Regions from separate parts of the Zea mays genome. Here regions 1 and 3 are each linked to region 2. Evidence: chromatin contacts called from public Hi-C and HiChIP or PLAC-seq data. All regions are on one chromosome and are shown on one strand. The core of a region is the stretch at or near the end of the contact, and the rest is flanking DNA. Distances in the headings are between cores, read along the strand shown.

The links. A called contact is a pair of places that touch in the nucleus more often than the background predicts. HiChIP or PLAC-seq counts read pairs in DNA pulled down with a chosen protein or histone mark.
Region 1: a contact with region 2 is called in a Hi-C map of ear, with 7 times the contacts expected there. The contact joins the promoter of LOC100383556 here to the promoter of LOC100382143 in region 2. A contact is called at or near these places in 11 of 25 Hi-C or Micro-C datasets (bundle sheath, ear, endosperm and 3 more) and 1 of 3 datasets of contacts at active chromatin or transcription factors (leaf).
Region 3: a contact with region 2 is called in an H3K4me3 HiChIP or PLAC-seq map of leaf, with 3 times the contacts expected there. The contact joins the promoter of LOC100383002 here to the promoter of LOC100382143 in region 2. A contact is called at or near these places in 4 of 25 Hi-C or Micro-C datasets (bundle sheath, ear, leaf and 1 more) and 1 of 3 datasets of contacts at active chromatin or transcription factors (leaf).

The regions. Positions count from the first base shown.
Region 1 is chr5:102,216,663-102,219,362 of Zm-B73-REFERENCE-NAM-5.0, forward strand. LOC100383556 reads right to left here and starts at 1,407. Exons shown (of 2, transcript NM_001346741.1): 1 at 1,158-1,407. The coding sequence starts at 1,166.
Region 2 is chr5:102,645,022-102,647,721 of Zm-B73-REFERENCE-NAM-5.0, forward strand. It overlaps LOC100382143, which reads left to right and starts at 1,328. Exons shown (of 3, transcript NM_001174903.1): 1 at 1,328-2,700. The coding sequence starts at 1,438.
Region 3 is chr5:102,919,408-102,922,107 of Zm-B73-REFERENCE-NAM-5.0, forward strand. LOC100383002 (pink scutellum 1) reads right to left here and starts at 1,445. Exons shown (of 1, transcript NM_001175684.1): 1 at 1-1,445. The coding sequence starts at 1,398.

The DNA.
Region 1 (2,700 bases), core at 157-2,656, 430 kb before region 2:
ACATGTTAACCAACTACTGGTACTAGCAGGATTTGCCTTGAACAGCACATGACATGACAGACAGCTGTATGTACGTACAGCTCCCTGCGTCTGCGTCTTAACACCGACGACGACGACCGAATAATACATGCTAGTCCGTAGTTGCGTGCGAGCACCGGCACGTCGCAGAGATACAGCTAGTACGTAGTAGGTACTCGCTTAGCTGAAACTCAAAGGGTACGAAGGATCACATCCGGACCGGGATGCAAGTCGACCTCCTGAGGGCAGGCAGACTACTGAGGAGCCGACGCCGTGACATGGGCTGACAACTGAGGATGAAGGGCGCGCGGCGCAGCACATGGGTGTGTGACCCGTGAGGACTACGAGAGCGGCGACCGGCGAGTCGTCCAATCCAAGCACGGGATCACACGCCATGTGCCTTGGGGAAGTCAGGAGCGGCGCCCCCATGTTCAGATAGCGATGAATCGTGAATGGATTTGGATGGTGCGTGAGAATGCAAAATATAATAAAGACGATGATACAGTTCCCGCACCATATACGCCTGTCTAGTTATCGGTTGGGCTAAAAGTGATTTCGGATTAGCTTTAAGTTGGTTAAAAAGAATTAGTAAAAACAATAATTAGCTCGCCTGTTAGACACATCTTGTTTAGAAACATTTAAAACTGTTTTTTTTTTTGTTTAGCTAGCAATTAGCCATTCTCTTTAATCACAGGTCCATAGACGAGCTGGAAGATGACGGATACACAAGACTGGAACATTTTTTATGCGTTCATGACTAGAACATATAACTAAAAAATGCACAGCAATCATCATATTCAACGTGGGGGCACATGGGCACGGTTCCGGGGCTGGAAGGAGGCATGCATGATAATCCCAATGCGATCATCATGCAGCGGAGCACATGCAGTACTTCGATAAACTACCCTACTAGCTTCGGAGCAGTAGTAATAAAAACACATTTATGTCACGGCACATGTGGATGAGTAATAATGAAATTTGCAGCAGCAGGCCACGCAGGCCGTCCCAGTTCAGTTCATGCCCGGAGCAATAAACACATGCCGGAGCAGCCGTCCCAGCTCATGCCAATGCCATGCATCGTTTTGGATGCGTGGATGCCACACAATTGAGGAGTGCGATCTATGGGAGATGTTACTTACAGCAGCCATGTTGTCGTTGTTGACGATGACGATGTGTGCGCCTGGAGGAGGATTGGACGACGGACGGACTAGGCGGCCGGCCGGGCCCTGCTGGTTGTTCCTCCACCACCTCCGGTAGCTCCTCCTCCTCTCTGTGCGCCCCTCCCCCTTTTCCTCTCAGGCGAGAGGAGGGAAGGGAGGAGAACGCACGCGGCGGGCGGGCGGGCGGGAGGAAGGAGAAGGCGGGGGTGGGGTGGGCTGATGATGGATGTCCAGGGCAGGGCAGCGGTCGGAGTCTGCCGAGGAGACGCCTTTATGGTTGGGTTGCGCAGCTGTGTGCTACCGACGACAACTGAGCAGCCCCCTAATTTAGAGGTGCCCCGCCCGTCCTCACCGCCGGACGGAGCAACCTGGCCCGCACGCCCGCACGGGCCCCCGGCTAGCTAGCTTCCCAACTGCGGCGTTGCGGAACAGCGTGGCAGGCAGCAGGCTGGCTGACAGCTCGGGCGGCTGGGCAACTGCGCGTCGGCGTCCCTGTATGTGTCTGTTTGCGCACGCGAAGACGACAACGAGGAAGGAGGGGACAGCTCATGCCTTAACACCTCCTCGCCTGCCCTGCCCACCTACCGAGGAGAGGAGAGGAGGCGAGCATTGCATGGATGGATGGACCAGTGGTTGGTCATGGCCGCTGCCCCGTCGTCGTATCCTTGCTTTCATTTGATCGCTAGCGGTGGCCGTGGCAACGGATCGGCTAGATGGTTTAAGTTTAACCAACACGATTACACGACCCGATCTCTGCAAATTAACCCACGCCTATCACACTACACTGGGGGGTTCGTACCTGCGGTCCATGTGTGAATGTATGGGCTTCCTGAGCCTGTGCGTTCTTTCATTTCAAAACATAATTCCGTACGTCCCAACTCATCAAATCTGGTAACTTTCGGCCAAACTTGTGTCGCGTCTCTCACGAAACAAGTTGGCAATCTCGATTTCGCGAGTCCCCAGTACGATGCCAGCCTTGGGTAACATGTAGTGCATCGGATCGACAACAGAGAGTACGAGTAGATGTATTACCGGCGTCTCTAGCAAGCAACAACTTGCACGCGGCAAAGTGCTCAAATGCAGCGCGCACACAGACGCCTACCATACCAGCTGGCTCGATCTATCAAAAGAGACAGGCCACACCCCCAACTCCCCAAGGCCCCACGGTTTTTTTGACGAGGTGAGGATGGGAAGGTGGCCCACCTGGCCCTTGGCACCAAGACTAAGTCAACTATCCAATGGATCAACCCGGCCGATTTTGACCCATTTCCATCCCAAGAATACTTGTCATCTGCAGAGCGAACAGGATCTGGGTGCATCCGCCGCATCCACCGGCGCGGACCAAGGCACATGGGGGCGAAGCGCTGGCTCGCTTGCCCCAGCATGATGTTGATCGCCAGACATCGGACCGAAAGATCTGCCGCAGCTGAAACAAAGGAGCAGTGATTTCGTCAGTAACCCAAACACCAGGCCATGGTCGTCAATCAATGATTAATAGAAGCATTAGCTCAAATAAAATGAA
Region 2 (2,700 bases), core at 78-2,577:
AGATCGGGGGCTTGTGGGGGATAGATATCCCCTGGGTCCACTAAAGAAGTAAAAGGCCTCACGAAAGGCCCGAGGGCCCAATAATTCGTAAGGTCATTCTTTCGTGGGCCTGGGGAAAGACAACCAACAAAGAAGAGAAGACGTGAGACCAGATTGGTGCAAGCCCGGACGGCCCACATCGTCGAACGAGTAAATCGCAACGGAGACCCGACTTTCCCGCGCTGAAGCCCCCATGCAATGGAGCCATGCGAGGATAAGTCGGCGAGGGTTACGTAGGGATAAACTCAGGAGATTCACTACCTTTTAGCTACTTGTTGTTATCATACCCACGTGTACTGCCCTACGGTCGAGTATATAAGGCCTAGGGGGCACCCCTTCAGAAGGATCGACCCTGTTTGACATAGCCACCCACGTAAAACTCTCTGCGCCCTCTATCAGAGAACCCTCTTGTAACCACGCTCATATACTCACCAGGACGTAGGGTGTTACGCACTTCTAAGCGGCCCGAACCTGCAAATCTTGTCCATTGTCCCTCGTGCAATCGGCACGAACCATTTTGCTACAGTCGTTGACACCGTTCTACTCCTAAAAACACCTTGAGGGGCAACCCCGGGTGTGCGGTCGGACCCAAAACACCGACAAGGTGCATGTTTTGTATTTATTTATTTGTTAGTTGGCTAATTAAAGTCCATTAATTGAATATGCAAAAGAAAAAGAAACCAAATAATCTCCAAAGGTTCCATAGTCCCCAAAACACTAACATATATTTATTTTATTATTTTTCTTTTATGTAAATTTTAGGCTTTACATTAATGCTCCTGACTTTCTTTAGTTTCATCTATATTGTTAGCTTCGGCTTGATGACCAAGGTAACGACCTATATCTGAAACCTACTTTTAATGTAGTAGTTAGTAACTTGTAGATATTCGACGACAAAGGCTCTCCCCCACAGATACAAAAGTGCTTTTTATGAAGTTGTTGTTTAGGTTGGCAGCATTGGTAGTCATCCAACACGCGCTTTGGGGCACCTGATGTGTGGGTCAAAATTGCCACACACGTAATAATAATATTTTCTTTCGTCGCAAAGGAAATTCCATTTTTGGGTACCAAACTATTTCTTCCTCTTTTTATATTATAGAAGATCAATTGCATGGATTATTGGTGAATTGAGAACTGCACGGTACTGGATTGCTTGGAGCTATCTCTTGGGTTAGGCCTGCAAAGGCCCATCACGGCCCAGGGAATGATCCGGATGTTCGTGAAGAATTAACCGTTGTTCTGCAAATCCCTATCCTGTCGTCCTGCCAGTTTCCGCCGAATCGCTAGGCCACCGCCAAATCACCCCCGGCTACCCTCTCGCCTCAACGGCCCCAGCGTGGTCTGGTCTCCCTCCTCCTCTCAATCGCTGCAGGAAGCCAAGCGTACCAGCAAGCGCCAATGGAGAGGCCTTGGCTGATCCTAGGCCGAATACTCTACGTCAACCCGCCCCGCGACGACGACGACATGCTCGAGGTCGAGGACGCGGAGGAGCACGCCGTGGTCGGCGAAGCTCAAGCCGAGGAGGACGCGCAGGCGCAGGAGGAGCAGCACGCCGCGGCCGTGGACGCGGTGGTGGAGGCGCATGATGATCAGCAAGCCGAGGTCGGGGAAGGCGGAGCCGAAGCCGAAGCCGAAGAGGAGGAACAGCAGGCTCAGCTGGAGGAGAGCATCTTGAACGTGAACACGGACGCAGCAGCGTCGGAGGCGGCGCACGCGGCGCACGGCGCGGCGGAACCCGACTTCACCATATGGGTCGCGCCACCGCCGTGGCTAACGGACCTCGTCGCGGGCCCCGGTTCCCATCCCGACCCCGCGAGACCCGACATGTACCCCTACATCATCGCCTCCGGACGCTTCTGCCTCCTCGTCCACTTCTCCATCGCTCCCTTCTACGGCACCAACTTCGAGAAGGAACCCAACCACAGCAACCTCGTGGTGGTGCGCCACTTCCGCAGGTCAGACAATGGCCAGATCGAGGCGCGCGCTGTGCACGTACCCGACCGCCCCGAGGACAACGTCAATATACCCGCCCTAGCCAATATCGAGAGCGTCGGCTTAATATGCAACCACGAAACAGGTCACTACCTGATTGCCGAGCTCGTTGTTCCCACAGATAATCAAGACGAATCCAGCGTCATCTACATAAGAACGGAGGATGGCGTCTGGTACTCGAACTACTTTGCTTACCCCTTCTGGTGGGAGAGCCGCCGGCATTGGGTACCCCACGGCTCTGTCACCATAGGCAACGTGGTCTTCTGGTTCGACCTCTCGTGGGGGATCATCTTCTGCGACGACCTCACCCAGCCGCACGAGGAGCAAATATTGTCCTTCTTCCGCCTCCCGCGTGGTTGCGTTCTCCGCGACGGACACGCGCCGGACCTCCACTACAGCCGCTGCGTCGCTGTAAGCGAGAACGTGTTGCGGTACGTGCAGATCATCCGCAAACACGACCAAGCAGCGACGGTGCACATGTGGTATCGAAACCCGGAGCGATGGATCACCAACTATAATGAAAGCTTCGACGACATCTGGGACGACGAAAGCTACATCCAAACCGGGCTGCCACGGAAATCTCCCGGGCTCGTGGGCGTCTCCCCGGTAGACTCCAATGTGGTCTACTTCACCCTGGACCAGCGATTGTTCGGAGTCGATGTGCCCGAG
Region 3 (2,700 bases), core at 195-2,694, 270 kb after region 2:
CCTCGACGAGTTGGAGGCGTTCCCGAACAGTGCGAGGCCGAACATCAAGAGCTCCGGCAGGAACAGTCTGGATGACAGGAAACCGTGCCAGTAGTGTGGCTCCAGGTCGAAGAAGGCGTCGAAGAACCGCCGCGTTCCCTCGAGGTCCAGCTTGAGCAGGACGTCCATGCCGAAGCAGAAGAACTCCCTCTGCCGCCGCCTGTTGGCTGGCCACAGCTGCTTCCACACCTCGGCGGAGAGCGCGTCCCCTGCCAGGCCACCCATGCCGTTGCCGGTGCCGGTGTCGAGGAACCTTACGATGGCGTCCGCCACGATAGGCGCGGTGGCAAGCGTGCGCGCCACCATGTAGCCCGTGGACGGGTGCACCATCCCTGCCGTGCCGCCGATGCCGACAACCCTCTGCGGCAGGACGGGCAGCGGCCCTCCCATGGGGATGACGCAGCGCTCGTCCTCCTCGACGCTTCGGACGCGTATACCCAGGTGCCTGAGGCGCGCGGCCATGCGCTCCTGGATGTCGTCCATGGCGAGCCCCGGGCGCGCGACCAGGGACGTCTCCTCGAGGAAGATCCTGGTGGGGGAGAAGGGCATGGCGTAGAGGAAGGTGGGGATGCGGCGGTTGCGCTCCCTGATCTCCGACCCTTCGGGGAGGTGCGAGTCGCGCCAGTCCATGAAGAGCATCTTGTCGATGTCGAACGGGTGGGCGTCGACCTCGGCGAGGATGCCGTAGGCGACCTGGTACCCCGGGTTGTACGGCTTGTCGTACTGCACGAGGCAGCGCGAGAAGCCCGTGGCGTCGAGCACGACGCTTGCCGGGACGGCGACGCCGTCGTCACAGATGAGGAGGGACGAGGCGTCGTAGTGGACGGCCTTGGCGACCTTGGCCTGGTGGAAGACGACGCCGTTGGCGACGCAGCGGTCCATCATGGTGGACTTGAGCTTGCGGCGCGCGACGCGGGCGTAGGGGCGGTCGAGCGACTTGGCGCCGCCATCGTCGATGAAGACGGAGGCGGAGGGCCAGACGGTGTCGAGGCAGTGGGAGAGGCCCATGGCCTCGAACTCGTCCACCCACACGCCGTAGTTGTTGGGCCACACGACCGCGGGGGACGGGTCGATGGCGCACACCGACAGGCCCGCCTCCGCGACGCGCTGCGCCACAGCGAGGCCCGCGGGCCCGCCGCCCACCACGGCGAGGTCCACGGGGCGGGCGGGCGCTGGGTCGTAGCGGGGCAGGTCGAGCGACAGCAGCTCCGGCCGCGTGGGCGGGGCCAGGGACCGCAGCGCCGCGGCCGACGCCGGCCCAGCCATCCCCGCCGTGGCGCGGCAGAGTACGGACGCGCGCGGCGCCGGCGGCTTGCAGGGATGGTGGTGAGTGCGGAGGAGGAGGGCGGTAGTGGCCATGGTGCTGGCCTGGTGGAAGGTGGGGGGAATTCGAGCGCGGCGGAGCCGTGCAATCCTGAGCCTGAGGCGGTGGTGATAAGCTGCAGCTGCTTTGAGTGGGGGCACCACCGTCGATCCAATTCCATTGTGGCATTCTTCACCCAAGCACCTCAAATGTTTTTTGAATATTACTTTTGGCCTTAAAGACGAAGGACAAGTCCACGAAAACGCTGCTGGCCGATTCTACCGATAGATCCTGCGCCGGCCTTCGCAGGTAAGAGACAACGCCGGCCTTCACAACCACCACGAGCGCAGCATCGGAAGCTTACCCCCACTACTTGTCACCTTTCAAACCGTCCAAATTGCGCTGGTGGTTACCGGGAATTGCCATGCCCCGACCCCATGTTTATTCAGGCCTTACAATGACCAGACGATGTTTCCTCTCTGTGTCTGGGCGACTGGCCTAATGCGAGTTTCGATCATGTAACATAAAGGTTAAAGCAAGAAAAAGCTAACTACTGTATTATGCAGTGCACTTTTAGATCTATGACTAATCTATACTACTCCTATTAAGACTACAACGAAGGCGTCCACACCTTCCATGCCCCCGTCGTGCCCCCGCCTCTCTCTTTCCCACACTCGCGACCCCTGCCGAGCCCCCGCCCTTGGATCTCGCCCACGCCCACGCAGTGGCACATCCCCCGCCCCTGCCTTGCGTCCCCAGCGCCGGAGGCATCGCCTGGGCGGTGCCTGCTCTGGCCCAGCCCGTGCTCCACGCCTCCCTAGGCGCCCTTCCGCTCCCGTCGCCGTTACGCTCTGTCGCCCGCACCCCGCTCCCCACGCAACAGCCGCCGTCCATGGTGCTCGCCGTCCATAGGGTGAAGCACTACATCTAGGAGATCCGTCTGGAGCGAGCACTGAAGGAGGAGGCGTCGTCCATGCGGGCCACGGCGAGGGAGTGGCCCAGGCTGTTGGCCCTCACAGAGCGGGAGAGGAAGTCGAACGACGCCGACACCGAGCCCCAGTACTACAGAGTGCGGCGCCGACCATGGGGCAAGTACACAGCAGAGATCCGCGACCCCTAGCGTCATGTGCGCATCTGACTCGTCGACTTTGATACCACCGAGGAGGCCGCACTCAGCCACCATCCAGCTAAGTGGGCCCCATGCCACCACCAACTTCGAGCTTGCAGACGACGTGTTGGTCCCCGTCCTCGACGAGGTCGTCGAGCGCCTCCCTCACCCGCCGGCCCCGGCATCCAAGAACGTGTCCTCTTCCGCCATGTTCTACGACTCCAGCGAGTAGTCCCACGCCGCGGCAGCG